Linked DNA regions of Mus musculus: region 2 is linked to region 1. The links are chromatin contacts, called in public Hi-C maps. All regions are on one chromosome and are shown on one strand. Each heading gives the region's core, a stretch centred on a gene start, on an enhancer-like site or on the middle of the called end of the contact. The rest is flanking DNA. Distances are from core to core; before and after follow the strand shown.

The links. Hi-C and Micro-C count contacts between places; a contact is called where the count stands out from the background.
Region 2: a contact with region 1 is called in a Hi-C map of cortical neurons, with 2.0 times the contacts expected there. The contact joins two enhancer-like sites. A contact is called at or near these places in 2 of 39 promoter capture datasets (the C10 cell line and hippocampal neurons), 4 of 15 datasets of contacts at CTCF or cohesin (embryonic stem cells, pro-B cells and stem cell-derived epiblast-like cells), 173 of 484 Hi-C or Micro-C datasets (the 3T3-L1 cell line, 3T3-L1-derived adipocytes, the AML12 cell line and 89 more), 27 of 115 datasets of contacts at active chromatin or transcription factors (PVALB interneurons, SST interneurons, astrocytes and 20 more) and 2 of 9 other capture datasets (embryonic stem cells and embryonic tail).

Annotation. Positions count from the first base shown.
Region 1 is chr9:111,350,591-111,356,451 of GRCm38.p6, forward strand. Trank1 (tetratricopeptide repeat and ankyrin repeat containing 1) reads left to right here. Exons shown (of 22, transcript NM_001164659.1): 8 at 1,484-1,654. Among named protein-coding and RNA genes, the nearest start is that of Trank1, 42 kb to the left of the region's middle. Within about 2 kb of position 1,256, at least 11 of the 459 cell types and tissues checked have an H3K27ac peak or open chromatin away from gene starts, as enhancers often do. A contact at or near this core is called in cortical neurons, where this site is marked.
Region 2 is chr9:111,477,226-111,483,375 of GRCm38.p6, forward strand. It overlaps Dclk3 (doublecortin-like kinase 3), which reads left to right. Exons shown (of 5, transcript NM_172928.5): 3 at 5,393-5,525. Among named protein-coding and RNA genes, the nearest start is that of Dclk3, 41 kb to the left of the region's middle. Within about 2 kb of position 1,821, at least 15 of the 459 cell types and tissues checked have an H3K27ac peak or open chromatin away from gene starts, as enhancers often do. A contact at or near this core is called in cortical neurons, where this site is marked.

The DNA of each region.
Region 1 (5,861 bases), core at 6-2,505:
ACAGATGGGAGGCTTTTGCCTCCTTCTTTTGTAAGCTATAATAATTGTGTGAGTGTCCTGTGCTGTGTAATGAAGTACCATCAATGTGACTTACAATGACACTCCCTCTGACACTCATTTCTAAGTTCACAGTTCTGTAGGTCAGCAATATGGCATGATGTAATTGGCTTTTCTGCTGATTTTTGGAAAGGCTGAATTCAAAGTGTTGGCTTTGGCTGTGTCTGGAATCCTAGGTCTGCTTTCAGGCATATATGGTGGAGCAGAATCTAAGATACTAGGCTAGGGTTTACTTCCTTTCTGAATTTCTACCAGAAGTTGCTCTGAGCTTCTACGTAGTCGCTCTGTGGCATCTGGTACCTTCAAAACCAGCAGAGAAGAACTTTCCGAGCATCTAGTCCCTCACATCTTTGTTTCTTTGATGATTGGTTTTCTTCTCTGATCTCCAGAACCTTGGCACTTGACATTCATATAACTAGGTCAGGCCCAACTGGATAATCTTAAGGTTAGCTGACTGGGACTTGCAGAGTCTCATTACAACAGCATCTAGATTAATATATGATGGAGTATACGGACATCATGGGTCAGGAATCTTAGGGCTTAGAATTGTGCTACTACAGCAAGAGTTTAAGTGACTAGGAAGTATAAGTTTTTATTTATTATTATTATTATTATTATTATTATTATTATTATTATTATTGTATAGTGAGGGAGGCAGCTGTGAGTACAGAGATGGTGGAGGATAGCACAGTGAGCGCTGATAGTTGTCATAGAGACGCCTTATCAGACAGTAAGCGCTAGTAAGTAGTACACAGGGGAGCGGAAGGTTAGCATTGATTTAACTCTGTACCTGTGTAAGTCCTGTGCACCCCAGGGACATAGCTGTTCCATTCTGAAAATAGTCAGCTCTATGATCACTGAGACACGCTGATGCTTGCCAGATAGGTACATCCGAGCACAAACGGAGCTGACAGCTGGGAGGTTGGGTCAGGGGAATGTAACAATGACAGCAACACAACCCTAATGCTAAAGCAATTGCTCCCTTTTCATTCTGTCACCAGACAGGTGTGTGTGTGTGTGTGTGTGTGTGCATATGTTCATATTTATTTTTATATTTCATAAATCTATGTATTTTTTCTGGAACAATATTCTGCTTCCTCTCCAGGGGATAAAGAAATCTGAAGTCACAGCTTGCTCTTATCCTTACAGCTGTAACTGTTGCCTAGTAACCAGATTCCCCCTCTCTTTGCTTGTTGCCAAGGAGAGGGGAGAAAGGTAGAGAGGAGCGCACTTCTGAACCTCTTAAGAGCTATTGTCCTTCCCACTCCACACTAGGACTCCTTGCTTTGGGGGAGTTGGGTGGACTGCACAAGGCTGTCAGTTTAGGCTGCTTCAGTAAGAGGGACCCCAGTCCTCTGAGCACTCATGGGGACTTCTCCTTATAGAAGGAGACATGAGCATCATTTCTCAATTTGGTCTGCCCTAGGACAAACTGAAGATGTGCAGATGCTGCTGAGCTTTGGAGCAGACCCTACTCTGCTAGACGGACATGCTCGGACTGTTGTGGATGTTCTGAAGAGGAACAAGAACTTCAGAGCGATTGACAAAATCAACAGTCACCTGGAAAAGCTGGCATCCAGTTCTAAGGGCCTATCAGGTACAGCTCCAATGAATTTACTTGTTGTGGGGAGGTGTTGGGAACCTGGTTCTGTGATATTAGATGTAAATTGATTTATCTTTTCTTCTGATGTGTAGGTGGAAGTGAAATTTTCCCCCTCCAGTGATCAGAAAATGTGTTTGTGTTTTTGTAAAGACAGAAAGAGATAACTCTTATAGAGAGCATCTATAAGAACATTTCTACATTTGAATAGTATGGTGACCCCCACCTCCACCATGCATGCACATGGGAAAATCATATAGAATAGGAGGCAACCAAAATTAAGCCTACTTCTCAGAAACAGTTGCTGCTGACAATTCAAAATATACTTACATCTCTATTTTTTGACTGTGATTTGGGGAGACGGCTGTGTAAGATGGAGTGGAAGGTTGTACCAGTGCCACTGCTGGGCTTGTATGGTAATGCCATTTGTACCATTTGTCTTCTATCCTTAATTCTTTAAATGTTTCCTGCTTCATCTATGGGTTGATTCTAAAATCAGAAACCAGTGGGTGGCATTTTTATGGTATTGTGGTTGTTTTAAATATTACTCTTCCTACCATGAGCCTCAAGGCCGGGCCCATAGCAATGAATCAGCAGCAGCCCTGTGACCTTTCTTTCTAAGCAGGGCTGCTTAACAGAAGTGGGTGGACTGTGCTCCTTACAGCGCCGGGACTCATGCATGGCCCTTATACTTCCTGTTACCTAGAGATTTCTTTCTTGGTTTGCAAGAATTCCTACACAAGTTAAGTTTTTTAGGGAGGAAGCATGAATGGTAAAGTTATGGAGTGTTTGAAACTGTCTTTCTCTTCATATTGATTACTAATTTGGATATAGTTATCCCGTTTTATTGACAGCAGCTTGCCCTTGCCCTGCCCTGTCTTGTCGCCAGCCCTGTGATTAGCCATCAGGAACCCGCCTTCATTTAGTGGCAGCCTTTTCTGGTATATTTGTGAATCCATTGTATCTTTAGATTTATACAATATTCTATAAAATTGTGTGACAACTAAGAAAAAAATATTTAATTTCCTTCTAGCCTCTGTTGCCACTGATCAAAACTCTGATGTTAGTCGTTTTGTTTCCTCTTCTAGAACATTCTGTGGCCTTGAGTTCTGAAATTTCCTTGGAATATATATCAGGATGGAGGTCTTTATTTATTCTTCTGTGACACTTGCTAGTTTGTTTCCATCTAATATGCCTTTCCTAGCTCAGGGAAAATATTTCCTATCATTTTATCTGCCCCCCCCAACCTTTTTCTACTACTGAGTCATTGGCTAAATTTGCCAGTTGTAGTTTATCTACTTCCCTCTCACATGCATATACTTAATTTTTTCAGCTTTTCCTGTTATAATCCCCATTGCTTACTGCTACAATTTAAGATTTGGAAAACCATGATTTTAATTTCTAAGAATTCTTTCTTGTTTTGATTATTTTTTTTTCTTGAGAAATTTTATTTGATGTGTATGACTGTTTTACATGCATGCATATCATTGCACCTCGGCGTGCCTGCTGCTCTCAGAGGCCAGAAGAGAGTATTAGATCCACAGAAACCAGAGCTACACATGGTTGTGAGCTGCCTTGTGGGTGCTGGGATTGAGCCCAGGTTCTCTAGCAGGGCAGCCAGTGCTTTTAGAAGCTGAACCTTCTCTCCAGCATGCTTCTTACTGTAGTGGATCTTTGTTCTCATCTACCTCATCTTGGGTTACATTCGAGGATATCTCCCCCACCCGGGATGATTTCTGTTCCTTTTGAGATTTTGCTCTTCTTTTTCCTGCTTCTCCCTGATGCTATTGTTTTCTCTTAACTATCTCCCCATTCTTCTGCCACTTATGTTTGTAAATGGAAGACTAGATGAAATGGTTACTGTTTGTATCCCCAAGGTATTTAAATTCCTCAGAAAGACCCATCCTCTCCCTTGTACGGGTAAATGAAGGCCACCTTGGGAGACAGTCTGATGTCATCTCAGGATTTTGGAATTGGCAGAGTTTAATGAGGTTTTTGAAAGATTTATTTATTATTTTGTTTTATGGGTGTGAGTGTTTTACCTACAGGGGTGTAAGTGCACCATGTATATGTAGTACCCCAAGAGTCTAGACAAGGGTGTCAGATCCCCTTGAACTGGAGTTACAGGTGACTGTGAGCTGATGTGTTGGAGATGGGAATCAAACCTGGGTACTCTTGGAGAACATTAAGTATTTTTAACCCCCTGGCCTAGCTCTTCAGCTTCCATAAGGCAATTTTTTTTGTTGTTGTTGGGGAGATTGTTTTAACTTTTACTTACTAATTTAAAGTCCCTTCTGTTGTGTTCTTGAGGTCATGATAATAAGAAGAGGGAAACATTTGTGGCATCTCAATCCTCCCTCCTTCCCATGGATGCCCACCCTTCAGACTGTGATAGACCAGGTTTTTTTTAAATGTATTCATGTTTTAAGAAATTGAGATTTTTCTCCCTCTGTAGGGCAGTGTAATTAACCAACAATTGTGACATGCTTTCTGATAGCTTGTTTATATAATCTCAGTTTCAGAATGGCCTTCACAATTTTAGAAATCTAAAGTAACAAAAGAGGTTGCTTTGCCTATGAATTTTGAAGTTTTAGGAAAACTTAAAAGAACTGTTAGTAGATTGAAGTGGCTGACATGTTTACAAAATATTATTAATTCTTGTCTTAATTCTTAGAATAGCTCAAATATAGTTTTTTAATGGAGCCTTTTAACATCATCTAACCCTAAAAGCATTTTATCTGATTCAGGCTTTATTTATTTTTCGTGATGCTGGGGTTGGAACCCAGAGCCTTATCCTTGCTAAGTAGTGCTCTACCTCTGAGCCATACCCTAACTCTGAGACAGCCTTCCTCCTGCTCTTCTCTGACATTAATTAAGTAGCTGGTTTTGGAACCAAGAGACTAGGCTCAGTGGACTCTATGCTTGTCTTCATTGTGCTCATCAGGGTGAAGTTGTACTCACTGGCAGGAAAGCATGCAGAAGAGGAATGCAGAGTATTCCAGGACTGCTAGCCGTCTCCCCAGGGAGCCTGGTAGCAGTGCTTGCAGTCCGATGCAGAGTCTAGTTCTCAGTTGGTCCCAGCTCTCACTGGACCCAGCTCTCAGTACTGATTGTGCAGAAGTGGTATTTCTTGCTATGATGAAATAGTGAAAGAACGACAATAGAGAAACGCAGAATTAAAAGTGAAAATATAAAAGGATCTAATCAAGCAAGAAAAGAAGTTAGTGGCAGGAAGGGATTGTAAATTGAGTTCTCCTGTATTTATCAAAGTGTCCTACAAGTTTGTCCTTGAATGCAATTCTGAGTAGGATGGCGTACCACACGGTCCCTTTGAAGGTATATAGCTGCCTGGAGTTGCCTACATCTATTTTGTTTTTAAGATTTTTCCCGTTGTACAATTTAAAAAACTATAACGAGAACGGAATAGTTTTTTATTTAAAATCAGCTCCATGTAATGTGATGTCTGAGGAGATGGACTGTTCTGTGTCTCTAGTCTCATGATAGCCATTAGTCACATATGGCTATTAATGTATATGGTTTATGTATTTATATAGGTAAACTAATGGTCACTGTATCTGACTACTTTTAAATTTTAGCCCTTCAAGAGGCCTTTATATCCAAACAGTAGTTGAGAAGATGAAGAAGCCAAGGAAAAGGGTGTTGGGGTACTGGCGTGAAGATGAATCTAACTTTGCTTGTGTGGGCTCTACCTCCACATTGTCATCAACTGAGAGGACAAGTAAAAGTACTAGTTTGTGGAGAATCCGCCCTGTGGGCTCATGAATCCATCTTGATCAGTCTGCTGTGTGATCCGATGAGTTTTTACACATGTGGTCCTGAGCTCAGCACTGATCCGATGAGTTTTTACACGTGTGGTCCTGAGCTTAGCACTGATCCGATGGACAGGGCTTGTTGGTTTTGCACCGGGAAGAATGAACACGCGTACAGAACAGGACTGACAGCGCTTTCTCCATTTACTGTTTCTGTACGTTGTGGACACCATTCACTGCTGGTGGGACTGATCTCTCTGGATAGTGTGGTCTTTGGCATCAAGTGAGAAACACATGATTTTGCTGAATATTTCTACTGTTCTCAAGACCGATACTTCTCAATGTTTATATGCACATATGTGCATGCAAATTTCGGTTTGGGAAGTTAAGAGGGACACTAGATTCGGCATTTCTCACCTCTCACCAGGGAATGC
Region 2 (6,150 bases), core at 571-3,070, 130 kb after region 1:
TTTTGTTGACCTTAATTCTCCATGTCCTTTTCCCCTCTCCCTTCTGCTACGATATACAAGTCGGTCTCAGTGGTAGCAATTCTCCGTGATCCACAGGCATTTCTTCTACCAGCTCTTACTCTCTCTCCTAAGCTAGAAGCTAGGCATGCACTCTTGTTTTCTTATTAATGCCCCAGGCATTAACAATTTTAAACATTGGTAATAACCACGGCGGCGCCTCTCATCAGGCCAGACTTCATGAAATTAAGGAACACAGATTTCAGCAATAACATGGAGTCACAAGAGACAGAGTTAGATGAAACAGGGCTTTAGTCCAGGTCATTTTGTTAGCGAATGCTAGCGATATCTTGTGGCCACCTTCCTAGGAGAATGTGTTCTCGGAAGCCCTTTGAAGATTGGAGATTGAATTTCTCAAGATTCTTTGAGTTGGAAAAAGCAGCTAAGTAGAGCTCTTCTGTGAGTTTCTGAGATCTTAGCTCTCCCTAGGCTCGGTTGTTTCTGGAAGAGCCTGATTCATCTTCTGCAAGGCCTGTCGGTTGGGGGTGATGTAAGATCAGGGGAGGAAGCTGGGGCTGGGGCTGAGGTAAACTCCCTGTTGTGTTTTGGCATCCAGCTGAAGTGAATAGGGTCAGGTGATCCTCCCTGTGGATGGGTTGGGATGGTGGGCAAGGAGAGAGGACTCTGGTGTCCTGACCTACAGCTAGTTAGTGTGCAACTCGTCTTTTTGATGGAGGAAGAAGACTCCAGGGTAATTATTGCAGCGTGAGCTTGACTGAGTTCAGGGGATCAGGGATGGTGAAAATATGCATGTAGTAGATACGGGTATCTGTTTCAAGATTCATAGTGCATGTGTGTGTGTGAAGGAGATCACAAAATTGAAGTTGCTGAAGGGGTGTGTAGAAATGGACTGTGTGTTTTTTAAGTGGGGAGGATTGGCTGTGTGGTGATGGAGCCAGTCTACAGGCTGGGGAGCTGACTCCCAGAGAGAGCAGCAGGGCGACTGAGCTGGAAGCCGCTGTTCCTCATCTCCTTTGATTCTCATCTTCCTTCTCCAGTGACACAACGGTGATGTGAAGTACAGAGAAATATGAAGCTATCAGATTCAATTTAGGAGACAAGGCTGTCTGACTGTCCTCCTTCAGCAGGCTGCCCTCAGCTAAAAACACAAGTGGCCTAGAGGCTGCTGTGCTCTGGCCTGCATGGCTCCCTGGCGTGGCCATTTTCAGACACCCTTTGTTTTTGTTGATCTTCCTTTCCCACACCCCTCCCCAGGACCCCCATCCTCCTCTTGCTGGTCCCCCTCCTCCTGGGTATTTTATTATTTTCTTTATCTCCTGCCTCTTGCTCCCCACCCCAGGAAGCCTCTTTTCCTCCTCTGGTATGACCTGTACTCACCCTCTCTACACACAAATATAAATATGAAAGTCTAGGATCTGTGTTGGAGAAAACATGTGGCATTTATTTTTCTGAGTCTAGGTTGCTTTGTCTAATGTAATAATACCCAATTCTGTTTATTTTTTTTCTACCAACGTCATGATCCCATTCTTCCTATGGCTGCATAAAGTATCGCTGTGTATTGAGCCACATTTTCATTCTTCTTTTTTTGGGTGATGGACACCTAGGCTGGTTCCATTTCCTGGCTACTGTGAACAGCGTGATGGTCAGGGGATGACGGTGCCTTTCATGTTCCAGTGTCAATTAGTGTGGGGCACTGGCATTTTGATATGGCGTGGCTTCTAAGATCACTTCAGTCCTTGTTAGTTGGAAATGTGCTTTGGAGGGAAACGGCCTAAAGAACCTTGAAGATTCAAGCAGGAATTTAGCAGAGATAAACAAGCCTCTTCCAAGCCTAATGTTGAAGGGTGCCTGGTTGCTGGTCTGTACTCTGCTGCCCCCTTCTGCTTAGAGATTAAATGTACATTTTAGATTTTATTTATTAAGGCATGTTTGCTTGTTTTTTTGGAGATAGGGTCTTCATTGCTGTACAGTGGAAAGTGGCCTGGAATTCTCTACCTTCCTGAGTGCTAGGCTTACAGGCATGCACCTCATAACTGACTGCATAACCGTGCTTAAATTGATAAACTGTGGAAGGGCAGAGTGGAGGCCAACTGATGACAACATAAAGATCTCTCTTGAGGGACACGCATGTAACTCAGTTGATAGAGTACTGGATGCATGAAGCCCTGGGTTTGATCCCTAGCACTGTGTTAACTAAGCATGGTGGTGCACACCTATAATCCGAGAACTTGGGATCTGGAAGTGGGAGGATCAGGTGTTCAAGGTCATCCTGAGCTAACTGGTTTGTTCTACATGATACCCTAACTCAAAAAAAATTTTTTTTCTTGAGATTTTGGGGCACATGTGGAGTTATCCAATCCTTCCATCACTAATGCAGACCACCTGGATTCCAAGCAGGACACTCTGGTGTGGCTGGAAAGGGGAGCATAGACAGACAGACCAGTCAGTCATTCATTCTGTGTGCAGCCATCACTTAATAGACTGTCTGTCAGAGCCCTGGATCAGCCCAGCAAGAACATGGCTTAGAACAGCAGGGTTTGATAAACTTGGAGACGTGGGTTGGGGGTAAGCGGATTCACAGGCAAGTAGATCCAGGGCAGGATGGCTTCCAAACCCAGGAAAGCCAGAAAAGCTTCTTGAGACATAGACATTGAAGTGGACATTTAATGGGGCCTTTGGCTGCTTGGCCAGATGAGAGTCCTGAGTGTTCCCTATCTCCACAGTCGAAACCAAGCCACATAAAGGACTTGCCAGGAGTCCTGGGATCATAGCTTAGAGAATTCAGAAAGCCAGTTTGGGGTTGGGGTGAGGTGGGCGGTTCACGGTCCTTGCTTCCCATCTTTGGAAAGGATGCATTCCTATTTACTGTCATCCCAGAGGGGATACTGAGAAAGCAGATAGGGATGGACTTATGGGTCATCAGGAATGGATATGTGATGAACTGGTGTCTGGTGGAGAGAAGTGTTAGACAAGTTTCCTGTTCGGGTGGAGGTCTGACTTGAAGGTAAGACAGGTATTAAGGTGAAGCAATATATTAAGGTGCCAAAACACTCACACATGGCATAGCCTTAAGTGGAATGAAGCTGTTTACATAGTGAAGCCAGCAACAGCCTCGAGAAGAGCTGAGGAGACAGGTCATTGGGTAAAAGTGCTTGCTGTGAAGGCAAGAGAACCTGAGTTCAAATCCCTGGCACCCACGTAAATGCTGGCCATGACTGTGCACGTATAATTGATGTGTTGGAGAACAGAGACAAGTGGGTACCAGGAACTTGCTGGCCAGCCAGTCTAGCTGAAACTAAGTTCAATGAGGGATCTGTCTTATTAAATAAGATGGAGGGGTGGGGCAGCCAATGTCCTCATCCTTGCATGGATACCTGTATCTACACACTACATACCTGTATCTACACACTACATACCTGTATCTACACAGGTACATACCTGTATCTACACAGGTACATGCCTGATGTATTGCCTCTCACAAAAATAAATAGATAAACACAGAAGAAAACAATAATAGACAATGCTGAGACTAGTAAAGAAACCATAACAGTAGAACCGGAGTCTTTAACACACCAGTCCTTCCCAGCAATGGGCGGTGTTCCAGGTGGGAAAAGCTGAACTCTGAAGAGACAAGAACATGATATTATGTTTTAGACAGGCTCATAGAGTCATTTAAAACTGATGTGCTGTTTTGAAGGCATATACAGGACACCAAACACAATACAATCTTAAATCAAAGCTTGAGTTTCTGGGGTAGGCTTTGGAATTGTGGGTTTCCAATTACTTTTTTTGATAGAAGTACCCATTTTATTTTGATGTATTGAATTGGCCAGATACTTTTGATTCTGATCATTTGGCTAGAAATATTTGCAAATATTTTTGTGGGGAACATTTTTTCTCAACAATTCTGTAGTCATATGATGGATGGAGACAGTCCATCTGGCAGTTCCATATGGAATTGCCAACACTATTTTGTGTTCCTTTCCTTCCCAACTAGACTTTCTAGCCCAAATTATTCCATTGTCTCTTTCAGGCTGCATCTGCCTCTGTGCGCAGAGTGAGCAGAACTCGGCTTTGGGTCCGAAACTATGGTTTGTTCTTGGCCAGGTTAACTTAGGAGCCAGTGATGTGAAGAGGCTTGGAAGGGGGCTGCAGGACACCCTGACTGGGATTAGGACACCCTGACTGGGATTAGGACACCCTGACTGGGATTCCCAGGTTCTCTAGCATGGAAATGGATCCGGGATACACAGATAGTGGTAGAAACAGAGAGAGTTTATTAAGGAAGAAAAGCACTTTATAGAATGGAAATGAGCTGGAGTTAGGTAAGGGTCAGAAGCCCAGTGGTTCCCGGATGGGCAGGCAGGGATGTGTGCACCACATTCCATGCTTTCTTGGGTTTTTCAGCCTTCCCCTTTGTCATTGTTTCTGCTCATATACCAGTCTTGACCTGGACTCAGCAATTAAGATACATGCAGCTTGTGGAGACGTCAGCTATGGGGTCGGGGGAGGCAGGGGCAGGGGCAGGAACCTCATGTGTGACACTATGATGTCATCAGGATCTCCCTCAAGCTGCATGCATCTTGAACTTGGAGCAAGACGGTACTGGGTTTGACCCTCATCATTTGCTCTATGTGGAGTGTAACGTACATTTGTTTATCTGTAGTGGGGTGGGAGCATGTGCCGCCATCCTATGTGGAGGTTAGAGTCAGGTTCTCTCTCTTCCCACCCTATGGGTTCTATACCCACTGAGCCATCTCACTGTCCCTCTAGACCACTGCTTGTTCTTAGTTTATGTTCAGAGTATCAGGACTCCTTGTTAGAACACAGCGGTGTCTGGTGGAAATGGTTTCCATCTGCACTGTCCAGCACGGTACTCAACTCACAGGTTGCTCTTGGACAAACACATGTGCCCAGTGCAGCTGAGAAACTGAGCTTTAATCAATGAATTCTTAATATCACATTTGATAACACACGAAGCTGAACTGGATTGTGCAGTGAACCTGACTCTGGTCCTTTGGTTGAAAATGTCAGCAGCTACTTTGACTTGGTTGCACACACACACTACTGTCTCAGTGTCCCTGGTTGCACACACACACACACACACACACACACACACACACACACACACACACACAACTGTCTCAGTGTCCCTGGTTGCACACACACACACACACACACACACACACACACACACACACTACTGTCTCAGTGTCCTAGGGTTCACATACAGACTATGGTCTCAGTGGTACAGGTTACACACACACACACACACACACACACACACACACACACACACACACACTACTGCCTCAGTGTTCCTTCTTTATTTCCATCGCAGTTTTAATGCTTTGGACCTTCTGATCCCTTCTAGGTTCAGCGAAATGAAGACAAGTCTATCACCTTGAAGCTGGCTGATTTTGGCTTGGCCAAATATGTGGTGAGGCCTATATTTACTGTGTGTGGGACGCCAACATATGTAGCTCCTGAAATTCTTTCTGAGAAAGGTAAGTGTTACCCTTTGCTCTTTGGTACTTAAGCTTTGCAATTGACAAATGCCTTACTGATTCCAGCAAGGAACTGTTACAAAATCTCAGAGAGCTGAAACTCAGGCTTGATAAATATTTATTTATTTATTTATTTATTTATTTATTTATTTATTTATTTAAATTGTGTGCATGCATGCATCTCTCTGGGTATGTGCATGCATCTTTCTCTCTCTGTCTCCATCTTCATCTCTGTCTCCCTCTCTCCCCCCTCCCCCAGTGTGTGTGTGTGTGTGTGTGTGTGTGTGTGTATGTGTGTGTATGTGTGTGTAGGCAGGACAATGATGAAAAATAGAAAAGGGGGAGAAATCTACTCAACGAAGGCCATTTGTACCCAGATCTAACACTATGGGAGAAAATGGAAACATTTCTTATGCTAAAAGTTTAAAAATTCCTTGGTGAACTTCCCTTCAAAGGCAAAAGAGATCTCATTTCAGACTCCACAAATATCCATTCTTCATTTGTATAGATTCCAATGAACTACTTTGGCAATATAAACAGGAAATATATGGAAGATAACTTGCTGTGGCATTATGAAGTGAATTTACCCGTTAGCTGAGACAGAGATTCTGGGTGGCTTGAAAGC